Regions from separate parts of the Mus musculus genome. Here all the other regions are linked to region 1. A link is a contact called in public HiChIP or PLAC-seq data. All regions are on one chromosome and are shown on one strand. The core of a region is the stretch at or near the end of the contact, and the rest is flanking DNA. Distances in the headings are between cores, read along the strand shown.

What was found. HiChIP or PLAC-seq counts read pairs in DNA pulled down with a chosen protein or histone mark.
Region 2: an H3K4me3 HiChIP or PLAC-seq map of bone marrow-derived macrophages shows a contact between it and region 1, with 3 times the contacts expected there. The contact joins two enhancer-like sites. A contact is called at or near these places in 2 of 484 Hi-C or Micro-C datasets (bone marrow-derived macrophages and cortical neurons) and 1 of 115 datasets of contacts at active chromatin or transcription factors (bone marrow-derived macrophages).
Region 3: an H3K4me3 HiChIP or PLAC-seq map of bone marrow-derived macrophages shows a contact between it and region 1, with 4 times the contacts expected there. The contact joins two enhancer-like sites. A contact is called at or near these places in 1 of 39 promoter capture datasets (hippocampal neurons), 1 of 15 datasets of contacts at CTCF or cohesin (hippocampal excitatory neurons), 19 of 484 Hi-C or Micro-C datasets (the G1E-ER4 cell line, LSK cells, the STO cell line and 14 more), 2 of 115 datasets of contacts at active chromatin or transcription factors (bone marrow-derived macrophages and forebrain) and 1 of 9 other capture datasets (embryonic stem cells).

Annotation. Positions count from the first base shown.
Region 1 is chr16:50,686,511-50,691,055 of GRCm38.p6, forward strand. No RefSeq gene overlaps it. Among named protein-coding and RNA genes, the nearest start is that of Mir6363, 38 kb to the right of the region's middle. Within about 2 kb of position 2,766, at least 38 of the 459 cell types and tissues checked have an H3K27ac peak or open chromatin away from gene starts, as enhancers often do. A contact at or near this core is called in bone marrow-derived macrophages, where this site is marked.
Region 2 is chr16:50,447,041-50,451,585 of GRCm38.p6, forward strand. No RefSeq gene overlaps it. Among named protein-coding and RNA genes, the nearest start is that of Bbx, 17 kb to the left of the region's middle. Within about 2 kb of position 2,226, at least 7 of the 459 cell types and tissues checked have an H3K27ac peak or open chromatin away from gene starts, as enhancers often do. A contact at or near this core is called in bone marrow-derived macrophages, where this site is marked.
Region 3 is chr16:50,550,085-50,554,629 of GRCm38.p6, forward strand. It overlaps G730013B05Rik (RIKEN cDNA G730013B05 gene), which reads left to right. Exons shown (of 5, transcript NR_040380.1): 4 at 4,391-4,496. Among named protein-coding and RNA genes, the nearest start is that of G730013B05Rik, 26 kb to the left of the region's middle. Within about 2 kb of position 2,212, at least 8 of the 459 cell types and tissues checked have an H3K27ac peak or open chromatin away from gene starts, as enhancers often do. A contact at or near this core is called in bone marrow-derived macrophages, where this site is marked.

The DNA.
Region 1 (4,545 bases), core at 1,516-4,015:
ACCCCCCAAACATAAAATCATTTTATTGCTATTTAATACTTTTAATTTTCTACCGTAATAAATTATAATGTAAATATCTTGCATGCTGGATATCTGATATGCAACCCCTGTGAAAAGGTCATTTGAACCCCTAAAGGGGTTACAACCCACAGGTTGAGAACCACTGCCCTATACCATTCCAACACTAGAAGGATGTTCATGTCTTGTCTTGTACTTTTACCACATCCAGTATACCATAGCTGCTCCTAGTCATTACGATGTCACAGCATATGTAGTGTTTGTCTACTTACAATTAAACTTGCAACTGTTGCTGTATGGATATGGTAAAGCCCCATAGTGAGGTAGGTTTTGCTGGAACCTGTTTTCACATTAATGCTTAAACTGGTTTTCATGGTAGCAGAGGCTGACATGATGCCTTGACACAGGAACTTGGGAGATCATCTTAGGAAAGAGTGAGCTGCTAGAGAGAACAAGGCAGCAAAGAGGAAAGTAAGTAGACATTCCATCATTGTATTAATCTTCGCTAAGAACAAACAGCAGTGGAGTCTACTTGCAAAACTTTGAAAATGTTTTAGAGTATTCTTCAGAATTGCTGCAGTAAAGCCTGGGGCCTGGTCTATTTACATGTGAACCTGTACTGAACCCTGTTTAAATGTTGCCCTGTGGTTATTAGTCAGTTTGTACTTTTAGGTGGTACCTATGTATCCATTGAGTGACCTTCTAAAACTCTGGAGAAAACATGGAGATGGAAAGGGACAGCTATGTCATCTCCTAGGAAGAGACACCGATATCACATATGAAATTGCTCATCTTGGCTGGGCTGAGTTCAGATAGGCCCAAGCATGAGGCTTAGAGTACTACAGCGGACTGGCTGGTTTTGTGTGTCAACTTGACACAAGCTGGAGTTATCACAGCAAACGGAGCCCCAGTAGAGGAAATGCCTCCATGAGATTCAGCTGTAAGGCTTTTTCTCAATTACTTATCAAGGAGGGAGGGTCCAGCCCATTGTGGGTGGTGCCATCCCTAGGCTGGATGGACCTGGGTTCTATAAGAAAGCAAGATAAGCAAGTCAGGGGAGCAAGTCAGTAAGTAACATCCCTCCATGGCTTCTGCATCAGCTCCTGCTTCCAGATCTGCTTGATTTCCAGTCCTTACTTCCTTTGGTGATGAACAGCAATGTGGAAATTTAAGCTGAATAAATTCTTTCCTCCTTAACTTGCTTCTTGATCATGATGTTTGTGCAGGAACAGAAACCCTAACCAAGACATGCAGCATCTACCATACCTACATTTAATTGGAAGAAATGTTAAATTTCTGTTAAAGGATGTCATTTATTTTCAGTCAAACTGACAGGCCTGGAAAACTATGAGACCCACATTAAGAGTCTGTGGTCTACAAGCTTACTAGTTCTGTATTCTCTTTCCAGGCATTCACAAAGCTTACTTCCCATCCAAATGGGTCTTGGGACTGGAGAATGGCTTGTAGAAAGAAGTAAAATGGACCAGTTCCCACTCTGGCTCCTAAAGTTATTTTACTCTGCACACAAGCCAAGACAGAACTCGGTAGGCAGATGCTGAAATAGAATAACGGGAGGTACCTGAATCCGTGAGTTATCCCTTGTGTAAAAGAAATTCAAAATTAAAAAAAAAAAATCAAAATAGACTCATACTGCCAACTTAAAAAAAAAAAAAAAAAAAAAAAAAAAAAAAGCAAACAGAGCCCAGAGACTTTGAGGGAAGCTTCTTATGCAAGCTTGCCTGGTCAGCAGTACCCCAGAGGACACGAAAGACTCGCAGCCTACGCTGCACCATAACGCAGCCTCAAAAAGCCACCGCAGCTTTACATAAACAGTACTTGTACAAGGACATCTGTCCAGATTGTCTGTTCAGTCCTAGACCAAGGCCACTCTCACTCACCACTGTGGCCAAGGGTTAAGGGATCAGATGGAAAAGTCATCAGTGTAGCCTTTGAAAACTCCCCATTTGTTGGAGCTCCTTGAATATGCCATGGCTGTACCTATCCCAAACAAATACCTTTTTTTTCCCCTTTGAGAACAGCTCTCTGTTTTTGTTTTAAAATGAAAGAGAGCCCTATGATGATCATCTGTCATCAGCAGGTTTGACCAGAGCTCAATTTCTCTCTCCCTCTCTCCCTTCCTGTGTGCATGTGTATGCATGTGCATGGGTATCATGTGTATGTGTGTGTGCATGCACACATTTGTGTGTCCCTGGATACTTTCAATCCTTTTGTTTTAGTGACTGTTCATGAGCCAGGCTTAAGGAGTCAGTGTATAAAGTCAGCCTAATTCAGATTCTGAAAAAAAATAAACTATTTATTATCATCCTGGGTGAGAAGGGATAGAATCCGGTGTGTGGTTTCCTGTTAGCCTTTTAGGGACAAAAGCAGCCAGCCTGCTGCAGCAGCCATTACTCCTAGATAACTGACTCCCTTGCTGCTGGTTCATGAACCCTGTACCCCGCTCTTGCACTTGCTGCACACAGCTTAATGGAGAAATCCCTTTTCACAAGCCCAGATGATACACAGGAGAGAAGAAACTGGAGGGAAAGACTGTCTGCTTTCTCTTTCATCACGAGTGGCCAAGAAAACATCTAGGAAATAATAAATACGAATCAATAAAAGAGAAGCAGATAATCTCTCAGATTTTAGATGACTATAAAGGAGCTTGCCTACTGTTTAATAATATGCCTTATCATTTAAACAAAATAGGGGTAATATCTCTCCAGTGGCAGAGCTAGGCAGTGTGACAAAGAAGTAAGAACACTCCCTCTTGTGGTTCTTGGGAAAAAATAATCCCTGTTACGAGACCATACTGAGAAAACAAAATACCGATATAAGATAACATCCGTGGATGATTGCGCTGTACCGGGTTTCTCTCTCACCTGATTTCGGCAGTGCAGACAGGGACCCTCAGCGGAGTGTGAGCTTGTATTGTGACTTGTGGGAGGAACCAAGGAATGTCACATGAGTAAAGGACTCTCCAACCTGGGTTGCAAAAGACGGGTTCTTACTTTTTTGTTTTGTTTTTGTTTTTGTTTTTTCTTTTTTTGGTTCTTCCTGAAGAGGAAAAAGTATTTGTTCGCTAATTTCTTCTTCTATTCAGTTTCACTTGGCTCCTCCGAGTTGCCTCTTGTGGCTCATTGAGACAGTGTGAGTTCAGAGAGAATACATTCAGTGTTCCTTAACACTGTCCTCTCCGAGTCGCTGCGTGCCTTGCCATTTTCTCCTGCCTGTCTGGGAGGTCACTTTGCAGCGTTGTTTGTCTCAGAGGGTGGGTGGCTGCAAGAGCTAGAAATAGGTATCTACTCATTTCTTAGGAGGGGGAATAGAATGACGCCACACCCAGAAGACACTACTTAGCCAGGTCAGCGGTGGCTCCGTGGGCCACTGTGGTCTCATTTCTGATGACTGATAGACCTTGCCTTTTTGCTTCTAATGCTTCACTTTAGAAATGTGATTTCCCCTCACCCCCAGCCCCATACTGAGGGTTGACATCGGTGTGGGAATCAGTATATCTCTAAAATCTGTTTTTCTCTCTCTGGTTTTCTAGTTAGAATGTAATGTTGTTCTGTTTTGACCAGGAAAGCCCTGGTGTATGCTGACATCTTACGATCTGTTTGGTTTAAAATCTGTTGCCTTTACCTTGTGTGAGTGGAGATTTTAATAATTTTAATCTCACCATCCATAAAATACAGCATTATGAACATTGGAGGTAATTTACTGAAAATATTTAAATATTTTGTCTAAAACACCACATTCTTAAAAGGAAATACCTGTGACGTGTTATTGGACACAAAGAGACTGATTCAAGTGCATGGAGATGAATCAAAACAACCACTTTATCTTTATGGAATAATGTTCAAGTAATAAATACTAATGGCAAGGAATTATTTTTTTCTTGCTTAATGGTGTTTTGTTTTTAACAAGCACTTTAGTTTCGAAACAATTTTACTATGGTTATTTTATCTGGATTTAAACAATTCCAGCTCTGGTTAATAAATTCATAGTTTAAATACATGCAACTCATGATTTTTAAGTATGCCTTGCATTTTCTACATTATCTGGGATTTACACTAACTAGTCCACAGTATGATTGGCCTTACTGAATCTCTGGGTCTCTATTTTGACAGAGCCTTAGCCATCATCATCACCTGACTTCAAGGGCCCAGGAAGCTCTGTATCAGAACCTCCTGCACTGTCAGGCTCTCCAAGTGCACCAGAGGGATGGCGTGAAGAAGCAAATGTCCTTAACCGCTGAGCCATCTCTCCAGCCTCCTGCTCTTTGAATTTTAAGGAAGTACTGAATATGCTAGCTGAAAAAAATAATGTCTGGCCACCACGTATTTCTATCAACGTCCACTATTTGCTGCTCTCGTGGAAGACAGCAGTTTGGTTCTCAGACCTCACATGAGGAAACTCCCAATTGTCTGTATCTCTAGCTCCAGGGAACCTGACGCCCACTTCTGGCCTCTGTGGGCAGTCCCACCCACATGCACACCCCTCCCCGCCCCCAGACAAACACTGACT
Region 2 (4,545 bases), core at 976-3,475, 240 kb before region 1:
TTTACCAATTGTATAGATCTTGACAAACTATCCTCACTTTCACCAACTGTAAATTGAATATAATAATAGTTTTGTTGAGAAATACAGAGCAATGGGTACAAAGCCCTTAGTATGAGCCTCAGCAGGTGGTAGCACCTGTATTCTTGTGCATTCTATAATTATATTGTTACAATATTTTCCTATATTTTCTCCAAATATTTCTTTAAAATTAATATTATATCAAGAGGTTGCAAATGCCCTATTCCTCGTTTTTTCAAGTTCACTGATTCGACAAATATTCCCCAAGTAACTATTATGCTCAAAGATTGTTCTACCTTCTTAAATTAGAGAGGAAAACAAAGGAAGACAGCAGCCATGGCGCTTGCGTTGCAGACGAGGGGGTAGATACAATAGACAATAAACACAGTCGATAAGTTATTTCCATGGAATGAAAAATGAGATGAGTGTTGTGGAGAAAGGGTATGGGAGTCAGCTCATTTCAATTTTGAATGAGGACAGGATAGGGCTTCTTGGCATGTGTAAATATAGAGCCATGGGAAGTGTGTGTGTGTGTGTGTGTGTGTGTGTGTGTGTGTTTGTACAATTCAGTATAATTGCACAGTTTTAAATAAAAGGGAAAGGCTTGAATGCCTAAAATAAGTGGGAAGTTTTACTGTAACTTCTTTTTTGTTTGTTTGTTTGTTTTGTACAACATGATTTTAATATTTTCAACTCGTAATATTCATTCTGTAACTTCTTAAATACAAAAAGAAAACAACAGAAAGTAGCTCATGTGTATGTGCATGTGCATCTGTGAGTGCGCGCGCGCGCGTGTGTGTGTGTGTGTGTGTGTGCACATGCATGCACTCCTAAGGCAACAATGACTATTTTCTCTTTCTTGCCTCACTGTGTACTTTAGAGTCACAGGTTGTCCATTCCTTACCCACTATGTTTTCACATCTCAGGACTTAGGGTGATAGATAATGGCATCAGTAACAAAAATATGTATGATCAGTTCAAAATACTTATGCTTTATCTCTGTGTGTTTTGTAACAGAGTTTATGTAACATCAGACTGTACAGTTTTTTGTTTTGTTTTTGTTTTTTTCGAGACAGGGTTTCTCTGTGGAGCCCTAGCTGTCCTGGAACTCACTCTGTACACCAGGCTGGCCTCGAACTCAGAAATCCGCCTGCCTCTGCCTCTCAAGTACTGGGATTAAAGGCATATGCCACCACCGCTTGGCCAGACTGTACAGTTTACATATCATAAAGGCAAATCCTTTGTACCTTATAGAAATGTATGCAATTAAAACTATAAGCCCATGGTTAGATTTACTCTTAGGTGACTTCTATTAAAACAAACTATGGAACTAATTTTACTTCTTGATTAAGTAGGAGGAGCACAGGAGTGGTATTCAGAGGTAGGGTCTGCTCCTAGCTGTGCCCCCTCTAGCCCTTCTTCAGCCCGATTGGTAACTGCCACTTGACAGTTCTGTGCCTACAACTTTCTCAGTTATTAATTGGGAAGATAAACGGTGTCCTTTCTGCCTCTCTAATTCCAGGAGTCTTTGAAAAGCTACAAGAATTTTTTTCTTTTAGAAACTAGCACAGGTATAATGAGTAGGACTATAATCTCTTGGCATCTGTCTTATTGAAAACTGTAATTAAGGTGATTTGTCCATTTTTGGATAGGAACAAAAATAGAGTGTGCTGATCTTCCACATATTATTTGTGCATCTTTACATACCATGTTATAAATGAATATATTATTGTGTGGAGAATATATTCTTGCCACATCCCAATCACCAGGAGTTTTGTCAGATACATAGAACTTCAGGACATTACTGTCACGTTAGTGATGACATACTTGAAATAGTCCACTCTCTGTGACTTTGCAGAGACTTACCTGTGATCTAGACCTGCCCTTGAGGCCTCAGATCCTTTAGCCAGTTTTGTTGATGTCAGAATTAGTTCTATCAGAAATGTGTTATAAGCTTCATTTTTATATAGGAAAAAAAAATGAAAATGCAACCAAAATCTCCCAAAGTACAACCAAAGTACGACCTAGAGATATAGCTCAGTGATAGGACGTTTGCCAAGCCTGTCTGAAGCCCTAAGTTCGATTCCACAACACCTTCAATAAGAAGTAAAGACGGGTACAGCAGTTGAGAGAACTCGCTGCTCTTCCAGAGGACTAGAATGTGGCTATCAGCACCCATCCGTAACCAGCAGCTTACATCAGAGCATGCAACTTCCTCTTCTGGCTTTCGTGAGTATCCAGTGGCTACAGGAACATGTGCATGCACACACAGAAACGCTGGCACGTAAATTTAAGAAATAATCCTGAGAGAAATTAATTAACTACAGTCAAACATACTTCATACCTCAAACTCAGACCTTTCCTTAATTCTCTAGACCAGGGTTGGCAAACGACTGCCTATCCAAAGGCCTAACCTGCTCTCTGTTTCCTCTTTCTTTTCTCACTGGGTATTTCAATATGATTTTTAATGCTGAAGCAAATGAAAAGAAAAATGGTCCTGTGTAGCATGTGTGCATCGTATGATACTAGGTGTCCCCAGACCAAGGGGTTGAGGAGCACTGATGCATTCGTTTTCTCTTATCTGCCTATATATGTATGGCTGCCTCCTCAAGAAAGTTGTTCTTTGTCACAGGATATATGGCTCTAAAGCCTAGAGTATTGATTATTTGTCTTTTTCCAGGAAAAAAAAAATGCTGATCTCTGATGTAGATTGTATAGATCTCTTAGCTAGACTATCTTTAAAAAATTAAGTTAAATTAAAATTGAAAAGCAGACTAAACTCACAGTGCCTAGTGCACATAGACCTCAGTTGACCTGGTTGTAGAAGACACCAGACATCCTTCCTTGTGCTACTACGTTTCTTCACTACAGGTTGGTTGCCGACTTGCTTCTTTTGTTTCTTCTTATTCTCATTTCTTTCCACTTTCATTCATCTCTTCACTCTATCAATACAATTAAGAACCTGAGAATAAGCTGCTAGTCAAAAGTAGATTTATTAGCTAAATTATCCAAACAAACACTTGATCCTTACTATCCGGGGGTAGGAAGCAGCAGCACAGAGGTGTGTCTGAAGAGGAAACGGAAAGGAAAAGTCTGCCTCAGTTGAGTTGGTGAAGGCTTCCTAACGAAAGGGTCCTAAGGAAGGAGGGCCTGACAAGGAGGAGGGGCACAAAGTGGTAGAAAGGACTCAAAAGCAGCTCTTCTCCTGCTGCAGCGCTTCTTCCCAAAGCCTGGATGAGTTGGAGTGATTTCCCAAAGCTTGGATCAGTTAAGATTCAGTACATGAAACAAGCCAATGTATTATCTTAAGACAGAAAGGGTTAAGTAATTAGGACCAAATCTCGAAAAAGTCAGAAGAATGAGCCATGGTCTGGCCTAGCAAGAATAACTCTCAGAAGACTACACAGTACAGTCACATCGAGGCCACCACTAGAGTGATTCCAACAAGGCTGGGTTGCTGCCACCACACCTGCCTTTCAACACCCATGAAGCCAGGAAAGGGACACGGGAGCTCTGTTGTGGAAAGGGACAACTACCAAATCACTCACCCAGAAATCAGCCAGGAACGCAAGAAGAGGACTCAGCCCCATTTTCTTGGTGTTAGAAGGATCCATCTCCTTTGTGTGTCCTGGGATTCTTTACGGTCTTGTAATTTTTAAAGAAAATGGAAAAGGTGCCTATAGCCTTCTGGTCATTGTAGCCCAGACCGGGGGATAAGCAGTCTAAACCACAAAATCTCCTGCATGTAAAAAAATTAGTGTCATTGTCCACTCAAAGAACTCCAAATAGTTCACAACAGCTTGAACAGCAACCTATAAATATCCAGGTGTGGATCTCTTTATAGTGTAAAAATCCATAGCCCCTGATGTGTAAGACAGAGATTACATTTTAGCATCCAGTGTTGAAAAAATATAGTAGAAATAGTTAACATCTGAGTAAAATTTTACTTATTAATCACAAGACTAAATACTTCGGAAAATGGTAGCTATAACAACTGTTCACGTAATTGCCTGTGTTTAATTAGCTCATTTAGTGGCAATGCATGTATTGTCAATCTATATCACTTCTCCAGTCAACAAAGAATAGACAGGCCGCTTGTGCAGTCCACAACTCTTTCTAGGAGGACCTTGAAACATAATTGTTTGAGATCCATACTTGGGGAGCAGTGAGCCATCTAAGATGTGAAGGCAAACGATGAGTGTGGAGCTCAAAAGAAAACAAAAAGCTGTAAGAGTCTGCTAATTTATTTCACTATTATATGTGAGGTGCAGTAGAGACACAGAATTTATGCAAGAGAGGGATAAAAAGCAAATTTTCATAGATTACTCAGCATAGACAAGGCAATGTGCTGTGGGAACAATAGTGAGGACAAGGAGAAAAAGAGCAAAGATTGTCTCAGCAAACTGAGTGGGCAAAATAGCCCTCTAACAAGTAAGGTACAGGCAGTGGGGATGGAGACATTAGGTACTTAGACATGGGATTGATTGTCTGTCTAGCTACCTACCTATCTATCCATCCATCTATCCA
Region 3 (4,545 bases), core at 962-3,461, 140 kb before region 1:
GGCAAATGGATGGACCTGGAGGGCATCATCCTGAGTGAGGTAACCCAATCACAGAAGAACTCACACAATATCTACTCACTGATAAGTGGATATTAGCCCAGAAACTTAGGATACTCAAGATATAAGATACAATTTGCTAAACGCATGAAACTCAAGAAGAACGAAGACCAAAGTGTGGACACTTTGCCCCTTCTTAGAATTGGGAACAAAACACCCATGGAAAGAGTTATAGAGACAAAGTTTGGAGCTGTGACGAAAGGATGGACCATTTAGAGATTGCCATATCCGGGGATCCATCCCACGATCAGCTTCCAAACGCTGACACCATTGCATACACTAGCAAGATTTTGCTGAAAGGACCCAGATATAGCTGTCTCTTGTGAGACTATGCCAGGGCCTAGCAAACACAGAAGTGGATGCTCACAGTCAGCTATTGGATGGATCACAGGGCCCCCAATGGAGGAGCTAGAGAAAGTACCCAAGGAGATAAAGGGATCTGCAACCCTATAGGTGGAACAACATTATGAACTAACCAGTACCCCGGAGCTCTTGACTCTAGCTGCATATGTATCAAAAGATGGCCTAGTCGGCCATCACTGGAAAGGGAGGCCCAATGGACTTGCAAACTTTATCTGCCCCTGTACAGGGGAACGCCAGGGCCAAAAAGTGGGAGTGGTTGAGTAGGGGAGTGGGTGGGAGGGTATGGGGGACTTTTGAGATAGCATTGGAAATGTAAATGAGGAAAATACCTAATAAAAATATTTTTTTTAAAAAAGAAGAGCATCTTAAGCCAACAGGGAATGAGCACAATAAAAATGTTTTCCTTCATGGCATTTGTCTCAAAGTTATTCTCATCGCAAAGTTCTCCCTCATAGCATTATGTAGAAGAGCAAAGGAGATGACACTTGAGAAATGGGAGAAAAGCAAGCAAAATTTTGTCTTTTGGGTTGAAAGTCACAGATATTGTCGTCATGTTGACAACGTTTGCCTTTTCCTTCACCAGCTTCACTACCTCTTTTTGATTCTTGACTAAAGGTCACTGAGCTTGCCTATGAACTTTCGCACCATTTTAGAGACATTAGTCAGATTACAGAACATATGTAGTCCTCCTACTGACTCCCAGTCAGCTGTATACTTACTGAAGTGAAAAACTGTGTTTCTCTTCAACAACGGACAGACAGATCATTTCTTTGAGAGGAACACACATGCAAAAGTCAGTCTTAAAAAATATATCAATTCTCTTGGCTTGATTTGTGATATTTTGAGCACACAGTTCAATTTTCATCTTCCCTAGTGTGCTTACTACCCGAGATTAGCTGCATGCAAGGCAAAGTTTATTTCTGGGCACAAGTCAGCTGCGGTATACTGCAGTGTCCAGGGCAGAACAGCCCTGCTGAATTTTCTCTTTTCTGGAACTCCTATTTTTCGCTCAAGTGTTTCCCTTTAATTGTGATTAATAAGACAAAGAGGTGGCTCAGCAGGTAAAGGCTCTTGCTATACAAGCTTGGCGATCTGAGCTTAATCGCTAGAACCCATGTCATGATGGAGAGAGAGAACAACTCCACACAGTTGTCTTTTGACCTCCACACACATGCTGCAACCCCCACCACACACACACTGCATATACAGAAACACAATAGTAATAACTAAAAGCTTGTGATGAAAATGTATATAATATAACATTTATTTTATTAGCTATTTCCAAGCGTAGGTGAGCATTTGGCACTGAGGAAGCCTTGGGTGAGTGTAAGGATTAATGAAGTCCTGAGAGAATGTGAGTCATTGAGAAGGATCAATGTTGCAGACCCATGAAAATAGGCAAAGCTTGATTTCAAGGACCAATGCCCCAGACCCACAGGAACTGGCAATACACAAATGTTTACGACTTGGACCAGTGCTAGCCAAACTAGAAACTACTGCTTCCTTCTTGCAGAAGACTGCTTTTCTGCTGAGAACTGCTTCTGACATAGCTCCCCCATACCCCGCACCCTCTGCGTACATCATAAGCCACTAGGGGTCCAGGTTGCTGTGCCAATCTTGCTGCTGTAGGAGAATGAACACAGCCCTACCTGATCGCAGCTTTTTTTGTAAGTGTGTCTGTCCTTTCTTCATTGCTTCTTCTCCCCAGTGAGGTTTTCAGGACGAAGCCAGACAGGACGTGGCCGTGCAGTAGTGTTTACTCTATTTACATCTGAAGGACAAAAACTTGTAAAACAGAAACTATATCTCTAAATAACTTCCTTTTTCCCCCTCTGCCCTGAGCCCCAAGAAACCACTATTGGCTTTCTGTTTCTATGATTTTGACTGGTCAAGCTCACACAGGAATGGAAATATACCATGCCTAACATTTTGTGATATCCTGGTGATCTGTGTGTACCTGCTGTTTGTCCTGGAGTCACCTCTCAGAGGGGAGAATGAGAGAACCAGACAATATTTATGTACTGTGATGAATGCGGGTTAAGATGTCTTTTCTTAGTCTTTTAGATAAATATAAATTGTCACATTTTCTTTCTCCAGTCCAGTACATGTTGTGTAACTCCTTGTCAATGCCTCCTGGCCCGAAATCCCAAAGGGGCACACATTCGAGGAACACACAATGTGCTTGAACTAAGCTTCTCACTGGAAACACAGGCCATGGTAACTGGATTGTGCTTCAGTAATAGGATAGCTCAAAAGATTTCTTGAATCATGTGGGCTTTGCACAGGGGAAAAAAGGAGGGAATTTATCTCTGTGATTGTTGCCAGGTAGTGAGGAGCCTTTTAAGACTGAAGTTCTCAGTCTTACCGGTGGAGAGGGCTGTTGTACAGAACTCTTCGGGGAAAGACATAGGCAGAACTCCACCCACCAGCCAAAGCCAGGAGGAGGATGGTTTCTTGTGGAGTTTCTACAGAGCCCTTATTTGGGTCGGCGCTTGGAGAAAATAATGAAGCAGTCTTGTTCTGTTTCATTGTATGATGGTCTCAGAATGTCCTTGTTTGATGTGGATGGTCTAGGAGGTTGTTTATCTACAACAGGGAGCATGTTCCTTCCTTAGAGGAAACATGGAAAACATTACATGAGAGAAGCATCCGAAGTGTTGAGCAGATAATTCTGGAGCGAGAACTTAACATAGTAAAGATGGACTTTCATTATTTCCCTCTCTGTCATGGGAAACTAATAAATGCCTTTCTTTATTCATTAAAGAGAAACTTAGTGGGTAGCAAATGTTTACTGTGATGCAATGGTGAACGAGCATACATAGCCTCTGACAGCATGGCCCGTAAGACAGCTCAATAAGAAGAGGGTGAAAAGTTACAGGAGATGTCCCCTGCCACACCTTGGCCATGTTGGGAACTGTTTCTATGATAAAGCGATGTTGACGGTGGTTCTACCAGATGGATGAGCACTGTCTAGAGGCTTGCATTAGATGGAAGGCAAGGGATAAACTCTGACAAAGAGTGAGGGACCATAGTGCAGTGTGTCCAATGAAAAAAAGAAACAAGCCAACTAAAGACAACAGAAAAGTCTCTCACTTTCTAAATACACTCTATAGGAAACTGTTTTTCTTCCATCTTGCACACACTTGCGTGTGCCTCATGCGGTAGTGATTACAGCTCCTTTATTAATTGATGATGATACAATGTTGTGAGCATGCTAAGTGCAGCACATTTGCTCACAAAATGGTGATAAACGTGATTACTGTTTCGGTGGAGCCCCTGTTTACTCGCTGTCATTGGAGTTTCAACTGTCTGCTCTGCTTCGTGCAGCAGACAGCTGCTTTGCAACACGGCTGATTTGGTGACTATATTTGGCCTTTCCTTCCTTGGCTTGGGACTGAACCCAGGAATGACTATTAACAGAGAGGGAAAAAAATGGTCAGAACTAATTGCAAAGTCCTTTGCTAACATATCCTTCTGCAATGTCAACTGCTTTCTCAGTTTCCAAGGCACTAGCATATGGCTTTAAAAGCACCCGGTTGGACTCTGTTGTGGGAACTTCTTGTCAAATACATATTCATGAGCTACTGTGAATTATCTTGATATATAAGCTTTTTGGCTAGGACCTACCAAATACATAATCATAACCCTTTGAGCTTCCAGTATTACCTCTAATATTACACACAATTTTTAGAGAAATAGCTGGACAAAGGAGATCATAGCAGCTTGTATCTTCTCCATTGCTTTAAAACACTTCAATATTATCATCTGTCATTAATAAAACAAAACCCAGAAGGCAATGTTGCCATTTTAATTGTTGATGAGCATCTGAGAGTATTTAGCTTACAAATAAGATGTCTAAACTGTTTATTTAATTGAATTAATCAGTTGATCAATTTATTTATTTGTGCTGGGATTACAGGCATGTCTTACTTTGTTCAGTCCAATTTTAATTTTTTAATTGTTGTTTCAGTGAATAAGCAGATGTGGTTGGAAGCATACTATTGATGAAAATCACCTCAGCTAATAGACGTAGCTCAACCAAAACATTGGCTTACACAATTTGCTGGAATTCTCTGGTGAGTCTTTTCTTGGTGCGTAAAAACTTCTCAAGTGTTTGCTGTTCTT